3 separate regions of the Mus musculus genome follow, and regions 1 and 2 are each linked to region 3. A link is a contact called in public Hi-C and HiChIP or PLAC-seq data. All regions are on one chromosome and are shown on one strand. The core of a region is the stretch at or near the end of the contact, and the rest is flanking DNA. Distances in the headings are between cores, read along the strand shown. Region 1 has its middle 27 kb from the start of Pgap1. Region 2 has its middle 66 kb from the start of Gm32949. Region 3 overlaps Rftn2 (raftlin family member 2).

Region 1 (3,614 bases), core at 428-2,927, 630 kb after region 3:
AAAAGCAATTCCTAAAAATTAAAACATACCTTCTTAATATACTTTTCTTTCCTACAATCAAGAATCATTGGATTTCTCAGTGAAAGTGCCTAGAGGGATCACATATAATGCATGTGTGTGTAGCCAGTATAAGAAATTATCTTCCCGCTGGGCGTGGTGGCGCACGCCTTTAATCCCAGCACTTGGGAGTCAGAGGCAGGCGGATTTCTGAGTTCGAGGTCAGCCTGGTCTACAGAGTGAGTTCCAGGGCAGCCAGGGCTATACAGAGAAACCCTGTCTCGAAAAACAAAAAACAAACAAACAAACAAAAAAAGAAATGATCTTCCCAAGGCCGTCACTCATGCTTAAAATCTTGTGGTAAAATATTTATACCAAAAATTCCATCACTTTTATCATGTTTTTAGTGTACAGGTCAGTGATATTTAATATATACCCAGTTGTGCAACGGTCCCAGCCTTCCATCTGTATATCTCTCCTCACTAGAACTGAAACTAGAACTGAAACTCTGAACCCGTTAAGCAATAACTCTTTTCCCTCCCCCCCAGTGCCCCCCAGAATCACAATCTACTGCTATAGAAATGCAGCTGAGTCCCCTGCTGACGTTTTAAAGGTTGAAAGGAATGTTTTTTTATATAACGTTTATTAAGGAAAACAGAAATAGGAATGGTTTATAGAGAAAGACTCTCTAGAATGGGAGAGGGTAGTGAGGTGGAAGAAAGGCATCCACACAGGAGGCTCAGGAAGCTTTATAGTAGCCACCTCTCCTAGGTCTGTGTCTCACTGGGATTTTTCTACTGCTTGTTCTGCTTCTTTCTGCAAGAAGCCCAGCGACTCACTGCAATGAACATTTGCCAGTAAAGATGTGATACACTACAGCTTCCATGATTCATTCTCTCTCTCTCTCTCTCTCTCTCTCTCTCTCTCTCTCTCTCTCTCTCTCTCTCTCTCTCTCTCTCTCTCCCCTGCTTATTGATTGGTGGGGTGAGGTTGCAAGAGTGGAGGGCAGATACAAAGGGATAAGGAAATGAATGGGATTAGAGTACAAGATGTGTGGGTTCCCAGGGAATCAATAAAAAGGAAGAGAAAAGAAAAAAAAGGAGGATGAGGAGAACAACAACAACAACATGCAGCAGCAGCAGCGCCCAGGTGGGGAAGGGCCTCCAGTCTTTCTTAGCAACTGGCTTCTTTCATATGTTAATTTTACAGCTCTTCGTTGCTTGGACACAATGCTTTTTTGTCTCATAAATACAACCACCCTGTGTACCTCAACAGGAAGTGTTTGTCCTTTCTGGGTTTTTTCCACTTTGCATCTCATTAGGGATCAAGCATGTAGAACGGGTCAGAATTTCCTTCCTGTGTGTGCGTGCGTCGATGTGAACGTTCAGGTGCCTGCCTCTCCTGGGCGTTCACCCCACTCAGAATAAATTCACGTGGAAAAACACAGCCTGCTCACTTGGGCCACTTCTTCCTTCTGTCCTTGGGCTGTTGTAATGTAAAATACTTTTGTAATACTTTTAGACCTCCCAACTGTGGTCAACTTGGGGAACTTAGATTAGAAAAGGAGATATTGGTGAGGAAGAGTAACAGGCTGGTGCAGGGAGCCTTTGAGGTGTGTCTAGCCCACTTCCCTATCAGCACTAGGCCAGCCCCCCAGGTCCTGTGGCTCTGCACTTATTTTTGCTTTGTTCTTTAGGCTTAACTTCTTTCTTTTCTTCCTTTCAGACACGGTGTCTCTAACTGTTGAGGTCTGCTCCTCTTAGCTTTTCTTTCCTCAGCTGAGACAACTTGTTACCTCTTCAGGATACAACACCTGCTGTTCTCTTCACTGTTTAAAGGGATTCATCTCAGCACTGATTTTGTGAACAAGAAAGGAGGGAGGGATCCACCCCTGTTCTTCTAGCTAGTCATCAGAATAAGCACAGCTGTTGGAACTCCTGGAACAGAGCTAGCAGATACGGCCACCTACCTGTACATACCTGCTTGCCTAAAGTCTCTATCATGTGATCCACCCACAAGATGCAGAAAAAGAAATAACAGATTGAAAAATCAGGCTAGCTCCTCTCCTCTAGGGACAAATGGTTATTAGTCATACAGAGCCTCCAGAAGGGAGCTGTTGGAGCTTGTTGTGTGTGTGTGTGTGTGTGTGTGTGTGTGTGTGTGTGTGTGACTCATTGAATTCAGGATCTTAAGAGCAGAGCCAGTGACCTGGGTGCACACCTTCTTTAAGTGTTGCCTTTTGCAATGTGCCACAATATGAATCTCTAAGAATTTTACTTCTAGGAGGCTTTCAAACAGAACTTTGGCAGCAGGCAGGGATTGAGCCACGAAGCTTTCAGATGCACAATGGCAGCTCTAAGTTCTGAAGCAGGCCTTTCAGTAGCAGAAAGAAAAACCAGTCACACAGCTAGCTGTACAAACAGCCACCAAACTGAAATGCTCAAGACAGCTGCTTTGGGCCTTTGGTGTGTTGAGTTCAAAATTGTTGTGATTATAAAAGAAAGAAAGAAAGAAAGAAAGAAAGAAAGAAAGAAAGAAAGAAAGAAAGAAAGAAAGAAAGGAAGGAAGGAAGGAAGGAAGGAAGAAAGAAAGAAAGAAAGAGAGAGAAAGAAAGAAAGAGATATAAGGATATGTTCTAGCTAGGTGTGGTGAGGTGTGGGGAAAGGGGATGTCTCAGTGGGCCCATGCTGAGGCATTCCTTACCCCTGAGGGACCAGCCACATGATGGTATAGTATAGAATAGAGTTTATTAAGGGCATGGGGAGGGAAGTTAAGAGGATAGTAGAGGCAGAAAAAGGGAGAGAGAGAGGGGGGGGGGAAGAGAAGAGAAGAGAAGAGAAGAGAAGAGAAGAAGAGAAGAGAAGAGAAGAGAAGAGAAGAGAAGAGAAGAGAAGAGAAGAGAAGAGAAGAGAAGAGAAGAGAGGTAGAGGCCAGCCATGACCACATGGAGGGGAGAAGAGAAGGGGGAGAGAGGGAGAGAGGGAGAGAGGGAGAGCAAGAGGACAAGAGGCCAGAGAGAGAGGCAAGAGTAAGAGTAAGAGAGAGAAGAGGGGGCAAGCAGGCCCTTTTATAGTGGGCCAGGCCATTGGGGGAGGAGCATACCTGGCTGTTGCCAGGTAACTGTGGGGGTGAAAGAAAATGAGATTTTGTATCTTGTGATTCATGTAAAAGAGTTGTCTATGAGCCCCCGACCTGGGGCCAAGAACAAAGCAGAACAGACAGGGCTGTTGTCAAGACATTCCTAAGAACAGCTTGATTGTACAAACAGGGCTATCTTGTCTGGGTCAACACCACCTGGCCGGAACCTCCCCTCTGTCTACTGCCCCTTGACCTGGGTAAAGTCATACATCAACTGGTTGCTATGTGAACAAAGATAAGCCCCCAGCCCACAGGAACAAAGTCCTGATGCCCTGTAATCTTTCTGTTAATGTTTGAATAAGCCAATAGTGTGTTGCTATGCTGAATTCCACACCCCTAAGCCCCTTACCCTATAAAAACCCCTAGCTTTTGAGCCTCGTGGTCGACATCCGTTATCTCCTGTGTGGGATGCATGTTGGTCTGGAGCTCCGTCATTAAACGTTCTCATGTAATTACATCAAGAGATGGTCCTTCATGAT
Region 2 (3,751 bases), core at 312-2,811, 610 kb before region 3:
GAAAGAAGTGTAATTGTATACACCATACACACACAGACTTAAAGACACACACATGGGAGTTCTATATTTTAAGGGTATCTCTGTCTGCCTGAAAGAAGGTAAACCAATTAAATAAGAAAATGTTACCTAATGAAAATACTAAGATTTTTTTTAAAAAAAAGACATGCTTCGGGACCCAGGAAAACATACTAATTGACTGTGAGAGAAACACAATCTGATTGACATTGTACTTTATAACAGCAATGTTTTATGCAAGAGTACAAAAGTGCAAAGAAGGAAGAAGGAGAGAAAGAAACAAGGAAAGAAAGAAAGAAAGAAGAAAGAAAGAAAGAGAGAGAGGAAGGAAGGAAGGAAGCAAGCAAGGAAGGAAGGAAGGAAGGAAGGAAGAAAGAAAGAAAGAAAGAAAATAAATTATTTAAGTGTCTTACATTCAATTTATCTGATCTTAGACACACACATACTGGACAAATATTTTTCCCACCAACATGTTTCTGAGAACTACTGCACAAACTTTTTCTAGAAATCTGGAAACTAGAAAAGCTAGATGTTGCATGCTTAGAATACACATTTATGAACAGAAGTACTTGGGTTTTTTGTTTTTTTGTTTTTAATGATTTTGCTTCTAGGAAAGTCCAGGTTCTGAAAAGGCCCTCAGGAAGGGCTTGGTTTTTCGGTTATCAATCAAGGCTGTCAAGGTCATAACTGAATTATCTGCAGGAAGTTTTTTCTTCCTTATGCAACTGATGTACCTCTAATTTGTTTCATCTAAATTAGTTACCTACCGCCTTCTGCGTACTATAGAGGTAGACAGCCCTGTCTCGACCTCACATGTGTTTTTCACTGGTGGCCATGTGGATGCTGTGTTTGGAACAAGAGCACAAGCATAGCACTCATGTGCTGAAACCCACCCTGCAGGGCAGGATCTTGACAGATGAGTCCTCTGGGAGATGCTGATGTTCCAAGGACAGAGCCCTCGTGGAGGGAGTTGGGACCCTGGCAAAAGCAGCTTGAAGTTGCCTGCTTGCCCATCCGCCCCACGTGGGGTCAAAGCAAGAAGGTACCTTCTATGAAGAATTGACCCTTTCCATATACCAAATACCTTCATCTTGGAACTCCTGTCCTCTAGCATAGAGGAATCCATGTGCCTCCCTATAAAACACATGTCCCGAGATGTTTTGCTATAGTGGGTCAAACAGGCTAAGATAGAGATGTTGCTGGAATTTCATTCTGAGAAGCAAATTTTGCCTGATTCTTAAATAAACATAGAGAACTGCTAAAGTATTTTAAACTATGCTTTAAGAAACTAATCAAAATTAATTTATCCATGAAGTTTTAATAATTCTAGATCTCTACTGGGACTCATAGTAGAGAATTCTGATTTTTCTATTATTTCTCTCTTAATCGGTCTACTTACGCTTTTTATATCTACTTAGTAAGTTATATTTATTATGACATTATCCATTTCAAGCTTATTTACAGAAAGTTAGGCAATATCTTTTAGGATTCTCAGAGGCTTCTCTCGCCCAAACTTCCTGTTCCTGAACCACAGAGCTGAGCTCGTTAAGTTATTTGTTCACAAATTTGGTCAGAATTTTGTCTATTTTGTTGAGGTCCTGCACTGACCCCAGAGTCTCCCAGCCTTACCCTTTAGGGGATGGAAACTGTGGGACTGTTGCAAACATTGGATGGAGTGGTGAGGTTTGTCCTAGGGTTCAGATTAGAACAGATTTTGGACTTAATTTTTTAGTATTCCTTTGTGTTTAATTTACTACTTGATTACTCCCTGTTTTAACTTTTTAGTTCCTTTTTAATGTTGATGTTTGTGTAATTCACTGATTTTTCAATTTATGAGCAAGGTTATATCATACCCTCCATACGTTGGTTCTGATATCAGAACAGCAGAGCCTTCCTTCTGAGGATATGGCCTGATACAGAATCTGAGAATGCTACATCCATACATGGAACATGTGCTGATTTAATATTATTAAATAGTATTAATCCCATTCCATCCCATATCAATGAAAATAAAGGAGTCAAATGCACAAATGTTACTGAAATAAACTTCTATGAAGATCTCTTTAGTTACAAAATCAAGAATCATAGGAGACTACAGAATAATTTTTGCAACAGTTACAAGTCATTAAATTTATATTTAATTGTGAAAATATGTCCAGGAGGATGAATGCATTACTTTCTGTTAGGAAGGGGGAGAGTAATTAAAGATAAGAATACATACAGAAAAAATACTTAAAATAGATGATGCAATTATATTTAAAGTAAATTATAATCACATGAAAGTAAATTTAAGAATAACAATGAATCCAGTAAATTGTTAAATGCTGAGACTTCAAAATGGCATGATTATAAGACTATATAATTTATCTTTTCAGAATAAAATAAAGAATTAGTGTGGCGATATATAGCTTTGATCTGAGCATCCGGAAGTTAGAGACAGGTAAATCTCTGTGAGTTCAAGGCCAGCCAGGTGTACACAAAAAGTTTGGGGTGCTGTCTCAAAAAAAAAAAAGTAAACTAAGAAGATAACAAATATCTTTATGATTTCCTCACTTCCTTAGTATATATTTACGGATTGTCTGCTCTGACCTTACTTTCCAAAAAGCTCAAAAGCCCAGCTTTCTGTGCTGAAAGCCAAGGCTTCTCAGAAAGTGTTGAGAGTGACCTTTTTCCCTCTCTGTCAGCAAAACCACAAAGATTTAGGAGGTGAGTTAATGGTATTTTAAGATGAAAGCTGTGTACAAATGAGTAATTTACCCATTAATCTAAAAACGATTTGGAAACGGATCTGAGTGCCATAAAAAAAAAATCAGAATCACTAAATTACAGTATTATGTTAACTTGCAAGCAATCCAGAGAAGCACCAGAAAGATAATTAAGGGACTTGAAAAATAAAATTTATGAGGCAAAGTTAAAAGAAAGTCTTGCCTAACAAAGAAGTTGAGTAATCATTTTCACATCCATAAAAGTAGCAGAGAAGAAGGAAGGTGCTGATCCTGATCTCCATCAGTGATGTAAGCAGAAAGGGTGGGAGGGAGGACAGAGGAGCAGCAGACAAGACTGGACTCACTGTACAGGTCCTGGTGGTAAGAGCTGTCTAACCCAAGGTGAGTTACTCAGAGCGGATGAGAAGTTACGTCTTCCCACAATGTCTGCAATGGACTTTAAATGCAACCCAGCTTGGATAGGGTTGAGAGCCCCTGACTTCCATCCTCCTCTTGCTCTGTGTCTAAGACAGACTTAAATGAGGGTGAATTTAAAGCTAGAACAAGCACATTGCCTGCCACCACTCTCTGCCCACTGCCCGATAATGGGGCAGTTACCATAAAAGTTTATGAGGCAGCATGGCAAAGGTTGGCTCCAGCCAGCAATTTGACAAAGTGAATGCTGCACAGAAGAGCATCATCAGGCTGGCTCCTCTCCCTACAGACTTCAACAAGGAATTGCATTGTGTCCTGTAAACCCAATTACCAGTGTTTTCTCAGGTTGCCCACATAATTTGTTTGAGTTGGACCTTTCTCTTAATAACAAATCCTGAACGTGGTCACGAAACAGCCTTCTTTAAGAGATGTCCACAATTGATTTTATAATCACACCTCACAGAGTTGCTTCTTTTCTCATTAAACCAACACCTGTCATATTATTATGGCAGTGGAAAAAAGAAGAGAAATCTACCCATAGCAATGTGCTAGAAAAAATTGGAAAATGAAGCAACGGGGGGGGGGGGGGGGAAATA
Region 3 (3,302 bases), core at 256-2,755:
GCCATGTCCCCAGCCCCTTCAGTCTGGTTTATTAGAAGCAGTAACTACCTATGCATACACACACACTCACACACACATACATACTCATTCACACACACAATCCACACACAGAATCCACACACACATGCACAGGCACACAAGAGTGTGTATGGACTTCAGCCTTTACTAGAATATAAATGTTTCCATTCCAAACATTATTAAGCACTTTCATTTTTACACTTTTGACATTTTTATGCTGTAGTAATGCTATGTCTTGATTACAAATTCCATCAACTGTGTATAAATGCCCTTCCTGCTTTTGGTGTTAGATAGGCTCAGCAGTGGCTACAACCTGGCAAAAGTTAGAGCTCAGTAAAGACAAAGAGGGAGAGACAGACGTGTTGCTCTGCATTTAAATAGGATTGTCGTGCTCCTGTGCTTACTTGTGCTCCTGCCCAACAGCAGTCTCCTTAAATTAGGAATTCAAATCCCTGGAAGCTTAAATTAAGGAAATACAAGGTAACAGAAATCTCTGTGTGTCTGCAGCACTCTGAGATAAGCATCAGGAATGAAGGAACAAAGTGATGGCCTTGACCTTGCTTTTGAGCCGCTCAAGGCTTTCCTATGGACATAGCTGGAAAGCAGCAGCTTGCCTCTGACCATGCCTGTTCTCCTTGCAGCCCCAAGCATTCTGCAGCAGGCGGACAAAGGCGCGCAAGGCTTGTGATGGAGGAGTGTCCACTAACTTGTGAGGCACAAGCAAACGACGCTGCAAAGGAACTCATGGACAAGGTACTGCGTCGAAGGAACTGAGAGTGCCTTCCTGGGGCAGCTAAGAAACAGTTTCCTTTCTTACCTGAAAACCACCGGGAAGCCAGGCATGGTAGCACAGGCCTGTAATCCTGGGGCTGTGCAAGGGGAGGGGCGATGAGTGCAAGGCTATCCTCAGCTACAACACGAGTTCAAAGCCAGCCTGGGCTACATCATGAGCTCCAGGCAGTCTGGGCTACAGAGGAGGATCCAGAAGATTAAGAAACCAATGGTGCCATATTCCACGGAATTCAAAATGTTGAGCCTGTGAGCCATTACTAAACTGCATTAGCCAGGACCCTATGGAGGAAGAGCATGAGAGTGAGTGCACTGAAGGGCTTGTCCGGTTGGTTTATGTAGCAGTCTAAGGAGGAGAGCAGTGGCCCCCTTCACACTGGGGCTGCCTTATACCCTGAAGCAGCTCCTTCCAAAGACCGGATGCCTAACCAGTCTCAGCTGGATGCTGAAGGCCTGGAAGATTCTGGAAAACCACTAGTCTTCAGTCCCTTTTTGAAGGCTGAAGAAACTGGGCTTTAATGTCAGACAAAACTAGCAGCAGCAATTTGCTGCCAGCATGGTGGACTGAAGCAGCACAGGAGGGCAAGAGGGCAGAAGGCCAAAAAAAAAAAAAAGCTTTGTGCCTCCCGCTTCCTTTAGCGGGGCTGCCACCAGAAGCACCGCCCACCTTTAGGGTGGGTCTTCTCACTTGGGTTAATCTGAGCAGGAAAAGGCTTCACAGGTGCGCCATCAACTTGGCTGTTAATCGGTTCCAGATCCTGTCAAAGTGACAACCAAGAATAGACAGGATCATAACCAAGCGCCAGGAGAGCAGACCAGAGGGAGCAAAAGGAAGTTCGGCTGCACAGAAGTTTAACCGCAAATGTAGCAATAGGGTATGGCAAGCATACGTGTATTTTAGTCACTGCTTAGGGGAGCAGGTCTGTGGAAAGTAAATTCCAAAAGTTTCAGATGAAATAAAAAGATTTTCTTTTTTTAAAATATGAAAAAAAACCAAAAAAGTAGACACATTCAGTTGTGAATGGAGGTGTTAGCAAAAAAATTATTTTATTTTTTTAAGAAAAAATAACTTGAAAAGAGATGGAGGGAAAATTACAATAATGTATACTTTGAAAGCTGCATAAATTAAAAAACTGAACACTAAATGTAGATTGACCAAACCAGGGAAGATCTATATGTCCATAAATATTCTAAATTGATAGAATTTTTTGTTGAAAGTTTTTAGTCACATTGACATTCTTATAAGTCCTTTTCTTGTTGTTGTTGTTGTTGTTATCGTCGTCATTGTCTTTGGTTTTGTGGGGTTTTCGTTTGTTTTGTTTTTTAAAACAGTTTCACTATGTAGCCTTAGCTGTTGTGGTTCTCACCCCTCCTAATGCTGCAGTTCCTTAATACAGTCCCTCATGTTATGATGCCCCCAACCAGAAAATTATTTCATTGCTACTTCAAAACTGTAATTTTGCTACTGCTATGACTCATATAAATATTTTTAGAGATAGAGGTGTGCCAAAGGAGATGCACAGGTTGATTTTTTTTTTTTTTAGACCAAACTGGCCTTGAACTCACAGGGATCAGCCTAGCAGTGCCTCTGAGTGCTGGAATTAAATCAGAGCAGCACACCCAGGTGGCCTTTATTTAATTTAAATATATGGTGTCAAGGACCCACTCCGCTTTTTTTCAGGTAAAGATTGTGAGACTGGAGTGAGGCATGCAGACTCACATCTTCCGACCTTTGAGCACTTAGGATGCTGAGGGCAGGGGGACCCTGGCTTCCAGAGCAGCCTGAGTTACAAAGAGAAAAAGGAAAGGTGGAGTGTTTCTGTTGCTGCCTTCAGGCGGTGACCTCACTTGTGGAGGATCACCTGTGGACTGCGACTCACACTAACAGCTGTTAACCAGGTCTCTTCCAGTTTAGGTACAGGTTACCATTCAGCTGAGGGGGAAGGAAAAACCCAGGCTTTACAGAGTGCACAAGCTGCTCTCTGCTACTATTCTGGTTTTTATTTGTTATTTTTCCTTTCTGGGAATAAATCCACTCCAGACAGTTTCTTTTGAAAACAAAAATGTAGCTACTAAGTGAGTCTTGATAGAGAACCACCAGGGTGCTTGTTTTGAATCTAACTTCCTGGACACCGTTGAAGACCTACTGAAACAGGAAAGCCTGCTGTTGCAGCCCCTAGAGTAGTGGGGTTCTTCTCTAAGAGAAAAGCTTCAGGAAGCATGCATGTGAGATAGGCCATCATTGCCCCGGGCATGCACAAGAGCAATGCCAAAGATTATTTTTGAACAGCCACTTTGTGTGACGACTTGATTGTTGAACAGCTAAACAGTTAAAGTCAAGCTTTAACAACATATTAATGTCTCCTCTATTTTTAGTCTGTGTCCTTGTCTGTGGTACTGAGGGCTGAACATGCACGCCTCCTGCATGCTGGCACTCTACTCTGGGCTAGATCCCACCCCTGACCATTCTGTTTAATATTCAGTTTGCATTTTTT

What was found. Hi-C and Micro-C count contacts between places; a contact is called where the count stands out from the background. HiChIP or PLAC-seq counts read pairs in DNA pulled down with a chosen protein or histone mark.
Region 1: a Hi-C map of B cells shows a contact between it and region 3, with 4 times the contacts expected there. The contact joins two enhancer-like sites.
Region 2: a contact with region 3 is called in an H3K27ac HiChIP or PLAC-seq map of acute myeloid leukemia, with 4 times the contacts expected there. The contact joins two enhancer-like sites. A contact is called at or near these places in 1 of 115 datasets of contacts at active chromatin or transcription factors (acute myeloid leukemia) and 1 of 9 other capture datasets (adipose tissue).

What each region holds. Positions count from the first base shown.
Region 1 is chr1:54,583,299-54,586,912 of GRCm38.p6, reverse strand. No RefSeq gene overlaps it. Among named protein-coding and RNA genes, the nearest start is that of Pgap1, 27 kb to the right of the region's middle. Within about 2 kb of position 1,677, at least 146 of the 459 cell types and tissues checked have an H3K27ac peak or open chromatin away from gene starts, as enhancers often do. A contact at or near this core is called in B cells, where this site is marked.
Region 2 is chr1:55,820,576-55,824,326 of GRCm38.p6, reverse strand. No RefSeq gene overlaps it. Among named protein-coding and RNA genes, the nearest start is that of Gm32949, 66 kb to the left of the region's middle. Within about 2 kb of position 1,561, at least 9 of the 459 cell types and tissues checked have an H3K27ac peak or open chromatin away from gene starts, as enhancers often do. A contact at or near this core is called in acute myeloid leukemia, where this site is marked.
Region 3 is chr1:55,208,619-55,211,920 of GRCm38.p6, reverse strand. It overlaps Rftn2 (raftlin family member 2), which reads left to right. Exons shown (of 9, transcript NM_028713.1): 3 at 660-771. It overlaps Gm51743 (a long non-coding RNA gene), which reads right to left. Exons shown (of 3, transcript XR_003948664.1): 3 at 765-1,089. Among named protein-coding and RNA genes, the nearest start is that of Gm51743, 8.3 kb to the right of the region's middle. Within about 2 kb of position 1,505, at least 119 of the 459 cell types and tissues checked have an H3K27ac peak or open chromatin away from gene starts, as enhancers often do. A contact at or near this core is called in B cells and acute myeloid leukemia, where this site is marked.